Linked DNA regions of Mus musculus: region 2 is linked to region 1. A link is a contact called in public Hi-C data. All regions are on one chromosome and are shown on one strand. Each heading gives the region's core, a stretch centred on a gene start, on an enhancer-like site or on the middle of the called end of the contact. The rest is flanking DNA. Distances are from core to core; before and after follow the strand shown.

Region 1 (6,282 bases), core at 2,221-4,720:
ATGACCACGTGTCCAACACCCCCGTGAGCCATCCAGAGCCCAATTCTCACACCCAGAGCACAGGAGAATATGGAGATGTGCAGCTCTGTCTCCACAATGACCTCAGCAAGGAAACCAGACCCTGCCTAAGGCATTGAAGCCCCCCTAGAAGGCCCATTTGGCCTGCTCCCTTCTCTCACCTCTGGGTTCTAGCGACCAGAATGAGGCCTGGCACTCAGTAGGTGCTTTACTAAATCAGAAATCCAGGTTTATTTTTCTTCTCTTCTCTGGCTGGCAGCTTAGGATGAGGAAGGCTTGCCCCGCATCTCTCAGATTTCAGGACCCACAGGCCTGCAGACCAGGGATTCCCAGATGCTCACACAGGAGCCTGCGCCCACACAGCTGTGGAGTCCCAGCCCAGACCTAACACCAGGGTGAACAGAGGGCACTACACAAGGCACACTCCGGGAACATGTGGGTAGAAAATATTCTCCAGAAAGGAGAGAGGGAGGGAAGAGATGAAGTGGGGGAAAGAGGGGGGGGGGGGGAGAAGGGATGGAGGAGCCAAAACCAAGGGTGGGAAATGGGCCCTGATCTCCCCTCCTCTAGACCTACACACACACACACACACACACATACACACACCCCAACCCAGCATCTACTCTTTGCAGGCCGTTTTGAAGCATCCTAAATGCAGTGCTGGGGAGTCGGAGAACAAGACAATGATGAGAGGCAGTGAAACCGCACCAGCCTTTATCATCACCTCGGCAAGAGAGCTCTAATCTGCTGGGGGTGGCCTCTGTGGGGGAAGGGCACGGCCCAGAGTCTGTCCTGGGAGCTGCACTTGGGGTATGGGGATGAACGGTAGGGACAGAGCAGGAGATGTGGCCAGACTGTGTGTTCTGAGCACGTCTCTTGAGTTCAGAAGCACTTGGAGGTTTTAGGGTACCGCTTGCAGTAGCCGCTTCCCAGGATGGGTGAATGACAAGCAAGTCCTCTATGGTGGAGAGTCGACTAGGGTGGAGGAGTGAGCGGGAGGTTCCTACAGCAAAACCCCACCCACTTGCCCAAGGTCAAGGGGAGTCAACCTGCGGGGATAAAGACTTGCCGGCGCCCCCTGGCGGACTTAGAAGATACCCTCACTGGTCCAGTCTTGCAGAAGCTATTGATTCAAGAGCCAAGTGGGGAAGGCAGACAAGGAGGTTAGACAGGAACTCAGGTAAGAAGGGTAGAGAACTTCAGTCGAGGGAAAGAGGGGCCTCCAGACAGGCTTTTAGCCCCTCCCCCAAACTGTTCTAGCTGCCTGAGGAGCCTCCTGCTCGCAGGCACTGCTCTGAGCAGCCGTAGTGATTCCCTCAGGCCTTCTACGGTTATGGAAGGTTCTCCAGTTGGGTGCCAGGCCAGCGCAGGGTCCCCTTCTTGTCTCTTCATCCACCCCTAATCTGCTGCCCCAAGCTTAGTTCTAGCTCATATCTTCCTATCCCATCCTGACATCTCACCCACTGATACCCCGTGCCTGGAAACCACTACTGCCCAGGCCCAGGACTTGGAGCCCAAACAGAAAGTTTGTCCCGAGGGGTGGACAAGAGTTTTGAAGGAGTCCTTGAAGCTGAGTCCGGATGTTGATTCACGAAGTGATTCCAGTTTAGTGAGTGAGAACCAGAAGACAGGCCTGAACCCCCTCAGCAAACCTTTTCCCCAGCCTGGCCCTGGGACCCATACCCTTCCTTGTGTGTGGCATTTGAGTCTGCAGGCAGTGGTAGAATCTGCAGAGACAAATCTCCCACACAATGAGCAATGAGGAAAGGACTGCTCAGGCCAGCCTGAGCCCTCCATTCTAGGACGGCAGTCACATGCGAAGCAGACCCTGTCACACTACGCAGACACAGAGAGGCAGGCTCTCTCTCTCTCTCTCTCTCTCTCTCTCTCTCTCTCTCTCTGCCTCTCTCCTTTTTTCTGTCATACACACACACACACACACACACACACACACGCATGCACTCACACCTACACACATGCATACAACTCAAAACCCAGACTCCACAGGCCAGAATACATTCAGGGGTCTCTCCTTGGACCCCGATCTCCTCTCAAAAACCTAAGATCCTGCTGAGAAAGGACAGAGCACAGGGGCTGGCCGCTGTCTCCGCTGGGCCTATTTCTGAGCCCCCTCCCCCAGGCTTCCTGACCTCCCAGAAAAGAGATCTACCCACCCCCTGCTGAGCCCTCTTGCCCCTTCACTCCACACACACCATCCAACAGACAATTAAATCCCAATCATCACAAACACTCATTATATAACCTTCTCCCTGGCAGCTGAGGACTCCTCTTGGCCCCTTGGACTGCCCGCTCCAACCCGACCTGGCTTCATGCAGCGCGACCTAGGTGGGCGCCTAGGGTGACTGGCGAAGGAAGGGCCCTCCACCACCCGGCCTGGAGGAAAGTTAAACCCTGCCCGGGGTTCTCTCACTCAATCCCGCCCGCCGTCCTCCGTCTCTAGCTAACGCTCCTAGCTCAGCCCTGCCGGACACTGGCACCAGCTCTGATCCAGCTGGTCGCAGAGCCGCAGCAGAGGGACAGCAGGACGGACGGACAGACCGCCCGGGCCCCCGCCAGCAGCCTGACTTGTTGAATAAATTTCTGCAGCGCTGGTTGAGCCGGCTTTGGGTTTCAGTATTGGCACCAAGAGAACTTTCGTGGCCTTGGAGAGGGGCCCCGGTCAAAGTTCCCTGTCCTTCCAACGCAGGGCCCCCACCCCACCCCCCAAGCAAGGGATGTGACGCCCACCTGATGGGTACGCGCGGGCGGGTGAGGGGGATCAGTCCCCAGAAATAATAAATAAATAAATAAACAAACAAAAACGCCTCTATAAAGAAAGAGCCCGACGCGCCAAGAAACCAAGCTGGGGGCTGAGCCTCTCCTTCCCCCTCCACCGTCACTGCCTCCCCTACCTTGGCATGGACGTGGCTGGGCAGCGGGGTCGTCCCGGGCAGAGATGCGGGGGTGACGCGTGTCCCCGAAGCCGGCGTGGAGAGGGACCCCGCGCCCCGCCGGCCCCACGCCTCAGATTCCGGGATCAGCTGCGCCCCCGGGGCGAGGGGGGCGGCGCACGCAGGGTGGCGGGCCCGGGGGCGCGGGCCATGGCGGGCGGGTCGCCGCGGCTCGGGGCGGGTGGCGCGGACGAGCGGCGGACCGCGCGGAGTTGGAGCGCGCGGCGGGCGGCGGGCGCGCGGCGCTCCGGGCCGGGGGCGGGGGCGCGGGGCCGCGGCAGGGCAGGTGCGGGGCGGCAGGCGCGGCGGAGCGCGGGGTCGGGTCACCCGGGTCCCCGGCTTCGGCGCCCCTGGCGCCCCCGGCCCGGACTCGAGGCGCAAAGGGGCTGCGCGCGACGGGGGCTGCGGAGGAGCCGGAGCGCCAGGCGGTGCGGGGACGTGCGGCGGCGGCGAGACCGAGCCGCGCCGCGTGCGAGGAAAAGCCGTCCTTATACTGACACCAAATGTCTTCGGGGAAAGCTGCAGGCTCGGGGCGCTGGAGGGGGAGGTGTGCGGGCGACAGACTGAGTGACGGTGGCGCGACTGAGTCCCCTCCGGAGAGGCGGGAGCCCCCGGGAGTGCAGCCACCTCCTAACAATTTAGGGTCGCACCGCTGGGGAGGGTCCTGACCCTTTTGGCCCTGGGCTTTGTCCATCATGCGTAAAAACGGGAGAGCCTTTGAATGAGCAGCCCAGGTGCCTAACGCTTATTGGTCTTGTTACACTTCGGATTCTCACTGGGCTTCCTGTTGGGGTGCTTGCTCCACTGCCCAATGAGGGGGTCACCAGCATAATGCTCGAACCGGTCTCCAAAGGTCGTTCAGAAACCCAAGTTCCCACCAAGCTTCCCATTCTGGTCCCACTTCTTCCTGCCCTTCAAGATGGACGCAAAAGACCACCAGCAGTGGCCGTTGCATGCCTGTAATCCCAGAAGAAGCAGGCAGACCTTTAAATTCGAGATTATCCTTAGTCCATAAAGCCAGTTCCAGGCCTACATAATGAGAACCCAATCTCAAAAAAAGAAAAGGAAAATCCTACCTCCTTTTAAAAGCTTCTGAGTGACCTACACGCCCCCCTCCCGTCCACGAGGTGAGCAGATGCCCATCTTTACCCAGCTGCAAGGTCAATCTTCCACCTCACCCCTGGGCAGCTGAGAGACCATGAAATGGGCACCCATCTCTCTTGTTTTCTGCAGCACCAACTCCCCAATCCCAGCCCTCTTACCAGGTAGCCCCACCTCCCCCCTGCATGGGTTATAGACTCCAGGAAGGAGTGTGCAGGATTGTGAGCCCTTTTCATTGGTTCCTATGTATATAAGCAGATTAAAGGTATCGAGATCCTGCCAAATGCCAATCAACTGCTTGTTTTCCCTGGGACCCTGGAACAGGGCACCTCATTTTGCTGTCAACAAAACTTGAGACTAGAGATGAGCCTTAAGCCAGAGGTCGCTCTGCTGGAGAGCAGCCGCCCCATGTATGAAGTGGGTGCTCCCCGGTCCATACCCACTGTCAGTTTGTCTTAGCTTTCTGCTGCTGGAATGGTAGGACATTGACCAACAGCAACTCTGGGAGGAAAGGGTTTATTGGGCTTTAAGCAGCCATCATGCAGGAAGCTGGAGGCAGGGACTGAAGCAGAGGCTACCAGAGGGCTGCTGCTTCCTGACTTGTTCCTGGTGGCTTGCTTAGCTTGCTTTCTTATACAACCCAGGACCACTTATCCAGGGGTGGTACCACAGCGGGTTTCGGTTAATCCAGAAAACAGCCCACAGCTGTGTCCGCAGGCCAATCTAAGGAAGCAGTTCCTCACCTGAGCTCTCCTCCTTCTAGGTGTCTCTAGTTTGTGTCAAGTTGACAAAAACCAGGCTGGATAGCCAGAGCAAGTGGGGGCCAGAGCAAAAGGGAGAAGGGGAGGGGATTGGTGGGGGAGAGCTGAAAAACAAAACAAAACAAAACAAAACAAAACAAAACAAAACAAACAAAACAAGTTGGAGAGATGGCTCAACAATTAAGAGCACTGACTGCTCTTCAGAGATCCTGAGTTCAATTCCCAGCAACCACATGGTGGCTCCCACCCATCTGTAATGGGATCCGATGCCCTCTTCTGCTGTGTCTGAGGAGAGCAACAGTGAACTCACATACATAAAATGAATAATAAAATAAATCTTTTTAAAAATAGTTAACAAAAACTAACCAGCTCCCCACTATCATTACCCCCCTTGCAAGATGGGCCACCCTGTCTGGCCCTTCCGACTTCCATGGAGAGTGTGTGGTGGGGTCTCTTCATGAGGCTTGGGCTCCAGGAGGAAAAAATGTAGCAAATGCCCCAGGAACCAGTTGTTCTGGCAGAGGGGCCAGACTGCGGAGGTGAGACAATTTTTATAAAAAGACTCCCAGGGAATGTGTGGTAAGTTAGGAGGCCTCCTGTAGTGTGAATTGAACCAGCCAGCCAACCAGAGGTCCCCAGGTTGGACAGGAGGGCTTCAGATCACAGTGGGTTCCAAGAATGGCTCATCAGAGGTGAGACACATGAACTGGACCACAGAAGCTATGCAGGACTGAGTCAGAGATGTATGGGGCAAGGGAAAGGGCAAACACCGAGGAGGCAGGAGTAGGTGCAGGTATGCCCGGCTCTGGCCAGCGGACTGCACAGCTAAAAAGACCAGGGCATGGAGAATGACAGACTTCAGGGTGGGAAGAACACCCCAGCCATTCTCTCCTCACCACACTGGCTATTCCCAAGGCTCTGCAGGACTTGGAGAACCTACCAGGTAGTGAGCTTGAAGGTCTAAGCCCTCAGCACAGTCCTTTGAAAGGCTGGATACCCAGCCCTAGAATGCATCCCCCAGGGTGACACCTCTCTTCCTTCCAGGCAACTCCTTTGTTTCCCTGGGCATCTTTGATCTTCAATGCACCCAGCCCATCCTACCCCCCACCCCCAGGACAGTGAGTGAGCCAGAGAGTAATGGAGTATTCAAATAAAGGCCACCGAAGGAAGGAAGGAAGGAGGAGTGAGAGAAACCAGCAACTACTGCAGGCTGGGTGTGCAACTCCTGTATCTCTACAAGAAGCAAGGCTGGGGCGGGCGGTCCCTCTCAGAGGCCTCGCTAGCTGCGAGCGGGCGGGAGCTTCATTTATTCATTATTGCTATTTATATTGTGCCTGGTATTTGCAGAAGGCTGCATCAGCCGCACACACTCATTAGACCCCACCATGCCCTGGGAACTGAGTCTGCCAAGTCCTGCCAGGAGGTGGGTGAAGTAGATGGAGACCCGGAGT
Region 2 (6,282 bases), core at 2,822-5,321, 75 kb before region 1:
GCCATCATCCCATTAATCTGGTTGCATGCACCTGTAATCTCAGCACTCCAGAGGTTGGTGGCAGGAGGATCAGAAATTCAAGGTCATTGTTGGCTACATATTGGGTTCAAGGCCAGCCTAGGCTACATAAAATCCTATTTTAGGAAGGAAAGGGGGGTTTGACTGAGACAAAGTGACATGACAGATGTCAGAGAGAACTTCAGGAAAGGAGAGACGTCATAAAAATCACAGCAGACAAACAGTCAGACAGATGACAGACAGTAAGAAGTCTAACAGGGATGCCCAACATGTACCCTGTGAAAAAGCAGGTGTCCAGGTCAGAAAATACCAGCCTATGTCTAGAAGGCACAGGGGTTTCTTCTAGCCCAGTGCTGGGCTTAGTGGCCCTAGACTGTCCAGTCTTAGGCCACCTCTACAGGGATCCCAGCCTAGCTCCTTGGTGACAAAGATGGCAGGTGTCAGCTAAATTCCTCCCCAGGGCAGGCGTGCAAGGCACTTTCTATGTACCAGTCATGTGAGCTCCAATCTTGCCTACACTGTCTGCATTTAACAGGAAATGTGTGGCTCAGACAGAAGTTACTGCTCTTGACCAGGCCAAGGTGGTGTCCACTCTGGAGTCATGTCCCCTCCCTCTGCTCTGAACCATGTGCCATCACCTGGCCATGTTCTAGAAGAAGTGTGTTGCTCAGACATCAGTTCCCTTCTAACACACCTTCCATGGCTCTCCACTGCACTGAGACATGTCCTTGAGGCCTTCAGTAGACAAGCAGCCCTCCTGTCCCATGGACTGTCCGCCACACCCTTTGCACGCATCCTTCTTGAAAGCTCTGAATCCTGCCCCTCCCTTGTCCTCATCTTTCTAACGATGGCTTATGGTTAATCCTTTAAGATCCATGCTCAGTGCTGTTTCTTCCAGGAACTCCTCCCTGGCTGTGACCCATATTGGTACCTCTCTGTCTTTCTCATAAGACCCTCACAGAGTTAAAATGTCAGGCGCTACACCATCTCCTAATCTTCTTCCCAGAGTCACCTTAAACCTAGGTTACTTGGTGGGGGCTACACAATGAGCTTTGAGTCACCCATGACTGGCGAGACCTTGAACACCTTCCCCTGGGAGCTGGAACCAAAATGGTCCTACATCCTGGAGTCTCAGTCGGTAGCAGCCTGGAGACTCAGGGGATCCCTGCTGCTGCCCACTCCATGCAAAGTTCTTCCTTTCACTCTCTACCTTGACCAGCCTTCACTGAGGCCAAGGTGAGGCTTCAGGGTGGCCCTGCCCAGCTTGAGAGGAGCACCAGCTCTAGTCAGAGATACCAAGGCCGAATCTACTCTAAGTATCTTCCTGGCCCTGGGTCCCACCTCTACTGTCATTGTCCACGGCTGCCCTCTGCACCCCAGAGCCAGCTCTGCTAGCTGCATGTCAGGTCACGTGGGCAGCCTATGCACCTTCCTCAGTTTCCCCATCTGCCCATCTTCCCAGTGGGGATGAGACACATACCCTGCCTGCCCTCCATGGCTTCTATGAAGACAGAGCCCAGCAGCCAAGTGGCCCTGACCCCTTTGATGGTCACACAACTCAATCAGAGATTACCTACCCCAGGAGTGTGGACTTCTCAAATCTCCGAAAGTCCCCTGGAGATTTCTTCTTTTCCGGAATGGGAACTGAACCTAGGACATGCTAGGCAAGTGCTCTGCCATCAAGGCATGCCCTGCCCTTCTGGGGAATTCTCTCCCTCTTCATGAGACACATGTCGGTCCCTGACTGGCTGACATTCTTTCACCTGCCACCTCCTCCTAGGCCAGTCCCGATAAGGAATATCCACAGCCATAGGGACCTTGAACAAATTGTTCCTGGTGACAGCTCTCCGTTATTTGAGCAGCAGTGACCATGCTAAAGGCCGTGAGCATCTGGACTGAGCTCCCTATAATTAGGGAGGCAGGGGTGACAAGGCAGAATGTCACCACCTGTCCCTTTGCAGTGATCAGAGTTCTCTGCAGGCCTGGGTGGGGTACAGGGCCCAGTGGAGGTGGCAGGGAAGGACCCTCTGATACTCTCCCCTTCCTTCCTGCATGCCATCTGCAACCCTGGGCCACCTCTCTCTGTGGGTGCCACCTCAGTGGGGGACGCTCAAAATAAACCTGGGGGCGGATCAGTTTCCCCGCAGAGAGATGTCTGAGAGCCCAGGGCGAGGAACGAAAATACCAACAGGCCCTGCGCAGAGCTCCGCTGAACAATGGCTGCCACTCGGAGCTGCTTTAAAAAGAATGGTTTAAAAATGCTTCCTCCTCCTCCTCCTGGCTTCTTCTTTAATTAATTTTTGAGGCTCCAGACAGTGGATGGTAAACTTACCCAGGCTGGTGGCAGAAGGCTCATACAAAAAAAAAAAAAAAAACCTGCTAGTAATGGCAGAGTCCTAGGTGCCTACAGGACACCGGAATTCACATATCTGCCCTTCCAGGGGCAGTGGAGAGGGTCTGGCTTATCAGTAGACAGAGACACCGGCTAGATAAGCATGTGACTTTCCTAGGGCCACCCTGTCTGTCAGCTGCAGAACCAGGGTTGGAACTCAGGCCATAAACAAACAACGTGGCCTCTGAACAGTGGCCTTCCAAGTGTGAAAACAGGAAGCAGTGACTAACACTGGCTTAGGAAACACACATGAGGACTCAGGGACACCCTGCTCTCTCTAGGCCTGGGGCTTAGTAGGTTCCCAGGAAGCCCTAAGGTAGCCCTACGGGAAGACATCGCTCTGTTGAAGTTACAGATGAGATCAGGGGAGACCCTCCAACTGACTAGAGCCTCTTCCAACCAGGTGGGGATTCCAGGTGGGTGGGGACTTCAGCATCACATGACTTCTGCTGTCCCAAGGGAAGAGGCTCTGGCAGCCATACAGAGGTGCTCAATGGGTAAACGTGTAATTAAACAAATGGTTTTATTGTTTGTTTTTGTTGTTGTTTCAAGGCAGGGTTTCTTTTAGTAGTCCTGACTGTCCTGGAACTTGCTCTGTAGACCGGGCTAACCTCAAACTCAGAGGTCCACCTGCCTCTGCTTCTGAGTGCTGGGATTAAAAGTAGGCACTACCATGTCTGGCCAAAAGCAAATGTTTAAGGAAAGCAAGCCTGCTCAAGTGGGATGTGGCAGGTACAAGGGACAGGAGCTAGAGGAGAACCTGAGCAGACTCACATGGGGACCATGACTGGCTGGAGGTCAAGCCAGGAGGGCAAAGGAAGAGTTGCCTTGGCTATGGTGTTGCCTGGGAGGGGGACTTGGTCTCAAGAATTCAGAGACCAGTGGAAGCTCAGGTAAACCCAAAAGAGCCCCGATCTTTAGTGTCTGCCAATTTCCATGGTGTAAACACTTTCCCCATAACCCCATAATAGTTTCAAGCAAGCAACTATTTAACAACTGCTTGCTAGATTCCCAAGTGTGAGAAAACTGGCTCTCACCAGCTGGTTCTAACAAGCCAGAGACAGTGCCTGACTCAGGTATAGCAGGGTGCAGAGACTAGAGCCAGATGCCCCAAAGCAGCTCTTTCCATAGAGCCTTTCCCCAAGAGCGAAAACCCTGCTGAGTCTCTGCATTCTGACAGTCCAGGGCCTTGAGGCAAAGTATAGGCCTCTCCTCTCACCAGCTTCCCCCCTGCAGAAATCCCACCCAGCAGCCCTCCCCAAAGATCTTGTTAATTAAGTCAGAATAGCTGGCAAGCCTGCAGTACCAACTGAGTGTCGGGTGCCCGCCCCAGGGGCTGCATTTAACTAAATTGAATGAAGCCTGTGTTTGGTGAGCTAATGAGCAGAGACAGGAAGAGTGTGGCCCACTCCAGGCACAGGAGAGGGCTTAGCTGAACTACGATGACTCCAAAGCCAAGGGGGTCCAGGTTCTAAATCCTGCTAGAGTATCAATGTTGCCACGGGAAGTGGGTTCGAACCAGACTGCTGGCTAGCTGTGGGACCTCGAGTCAGTAGGCTGGGCATAGCCAGCTGGCAAGTGGGGGTGCCCCACCAGGCTGAAGAACAGGCCAAGGAAGCCACGCCTCCAAAAACAAAGACTAGCAGACAGGAGCCAGGGAATTGGGTCATTCCAAATGGTGCCTGGATCTGACAGGCTGTTACCCCAGGAGTAGCCTATAGACTGCTGACTTCAGGCAGCCTAGGAGGAAAAGCAATGGGCCCTGAGTCTCAACCCCTGAGTCCTATGCTGTCAAGCCTCAGTTGTAATCCGCTCACCCTGCAGATACCTCAGACCATCTTGACCCCTTGAATGTGGCCTTGGGCAAAGTGCTGAAACCATATGGAAGGGTTAGACTCTACTCTAGCCAGGCTCAGGGAGACCTGGGTATGCCCTTGCCCAACCTGAACCCAGGGCTCCATGCCAGCCTGTTTCTCCATCCCCCACTCAGCCCAAACCCTGTATCCCCACTTGCCTGTTCATGGTGCTCGATGCCCATGCTGACAGTGTTAACCAGAATAGCCATCATGATGCCTCTGTTGAAGTACTTGCTGTCCACAATGCCCCGCAGCTTGGCCCGTGTCTCTCGCCACACATCCCCACACAGTCGGGCTGCCCCGTCCTCCTGTTCCTCCTCCTTCCCCAAACCTGAGGAGACCCCATCCTCACTGCTTTGGGGTCCATCGCCATTGGCTTCAGCCTCTGCAGAACCGCCAGAACCTGAGCCTTCCTGGCCCGAGTCAGTGCTGCCCAGGCCAGAGGGCCGCCTGCCTGCCTCGTGCTGGCAGCGAGGGCAGCTGCTGGGATCGGAGGCCAGAATGGCAGAGATGGGCTGCACCAGTGTGTGGGGAGTGGTGTCCAGGGGACTGTGTCGTGGGCACAGCTCTGAAAAGCAAATGGGGGGGGCAGCATTAGTGTCTAAACTAGGTCCCCACCTCCCCCAGGGACACTGTGTGAAACAAGCTGACCCCACACACAGGCTCATCATACTTCAGTCATGCTAATGGTTGGTCACCTTTGACCTTGACCTTGGACCTGTCACACAGCAAATGTTCCCAGGCACAGGTATGGGGATCTGGGGACTGCAGGTCTGGATGGAGAGTGGACACCACTCGGAGGAAGCTATAATGACTTTGACATTCCTTACTTTGCCCAGCTGTGTGAAGTGGGGAAGACCGGACTGAGGCAGACTCTGGGAGCTCCCAGGAATTCACCCCACGACAGTGAGAGTCAGGCTAGATTGGGGACAAGGGACAGGAAGGGTGACAGCAGATAAGGCCTGAGACTTTCAACCCCCAACTGGCCTTGGATTTGTATAAACCATTTCAAAGAGGTGTTGGGAAGGGTTCCCTGTAGCTGGTTTGGCGGCTTCTCCTCCTCCTCCTCTTCCTCCTCCTCCTCCTCTTCCTCCTCCTCTTCCTCCTCCTCTTCCTCCTCCTCTTCCTCCTCCACCTCCTCTTCCTCCCTCTCCTCTCCTCCTCTTTCTTCTTCTTCTTCTTCTTCTTCTTCTTCTTCTTCTTCTTCTTCTTCTTCTTTTCTTCTTTTCCTTCTCCTCCTTCTCCTCCTCCTCCTCCTCCTCTTCCTCTGCCTTCTCCTCCTCCTCTGCCTTCTCCTCCTCCACCTCCTCTTCCTTCTTCTTCTTCTGCTGCTGCTGCTTTTCTTCTTTAATTTCTCTTAATTTTAAGTTTTTCTCTGTGTAGCCCTGACTATCCTGGAACTCACTCTGTAGTCCAGGCTGGCCTTAGAGATCTGCCTGCCTCTGCCTCCCCAAGTGCTGGGATTGAAGGTGTGTGCCACCACTGCCTGGCTGGTTTCTTCTTTGCACTTCCCTATATTATAGTAACATAAACACATTTTGCTTGAATAAGAGAGGGGGAAAAAACAGTAAAGGAAGAGAAGTGGGAAAGCCTGCACTTTCCTACACAGGCCTCTGAGCACGGCAAAGCAACCAGATACCTGGGTCATCCTACTCCAGCCATGGAGGACCAAAGCCCTTCCTTCTCAGACTGCATTAACACTCGACCCAGGAAAAGAGATGGGATGGAGGCCTGAGAAGTCGGTGGACTAAAAAGTATAAAATTTCCCTTCACAGCATTCCAAGAAGCTGTCCCTATGTCCACATCCTTAGGAAGGGAAGAACTAGCCTTGCCCAGACCCCAGCTCTCCTCTTCACTGCTAGGCCAAGCCCACAGGCCGCCTGGAACCACATCTAGATGACTAGTGGACAACTAACAACAGTGGACAACTGTCTGATCTTTGCTGGTCTCTCTGATTGACAGGTTATGACAGCTAGGAGCATGGAGTCCACTAGCCAGGGCCTCAGACAACAACTG

What was found. Hi-C and Micro-C count contacts between places; a contact is called where the count stands out from the background.
Region 2: a Hi-C map of the N1E-115 cell line shows a contact between it and region 1, with 6 times the contacts expected there. The contact joins the enhancer-like site here to the promoter of Cacna1i in region 1. A contact is called at or near these places in 7 of 39 promoter capture datasets (the 3T3-L1 cell line, embryonic stem cells, epiblast stem cells and 3 more), 2 of 15 datasets of contacts at CTCF or cohesin (the NIH/3T3 cell line and large pre-B cells), 8 of 484 Hi-C or Micro-C datasets (B cells, the N1E-115 cell line, Th17 cells and 3 more), 5 of 115 datasets of contacts at active chromatin or transcription factors (embryonic stem cells, forebrain and neural progenitor cells) and 5 of 9 other capture datasets (adipose tissue, embryonic stem cells, liver and 2 more).

Annotation. Positions count from the first base shown.
Region 1 is chr15:80,284,426-80,290,707 of GRCm38.p6, reverse strand. It overlaps Cacna1i (calcium channel, voltage-dependent, alpha 1I subunit), which reads right to left and starts at 3,470. Exons shown (of 37, transcript NM_001044308.2): 1 at 2,931-3,470. It overlaps Gm31319 (a long non-coding RNA gene), which reads left to right and starts at 977. Exons shown (of 2, transcript XR_384257.3): 1 at 977-1,198; 2 at 2,296-2,840.
Region 2 is chr15:80,360,415-80,366,696 of GRCm38.p6, reverse strand. It overlaps Cacna1i (calcium channel, voltage-dependent, alpha 1I subunit), which reads right to left. Exons shown (of 37, transcript NM_001044308.2): 10 at 4,425-4,834. Among named protein-coding and RNA genes, the nearest start is that of Gm41363, 37 kb to the left of the region's middle. Within about 2 kb of position 4,071, at least 14 of the 459 cell types and tissues checked have an H3K27ac peak or open chromatin away from gene starts, as enhancers often do. A contact at or near this core is called in the N1E-115 cell line, where this site is marked.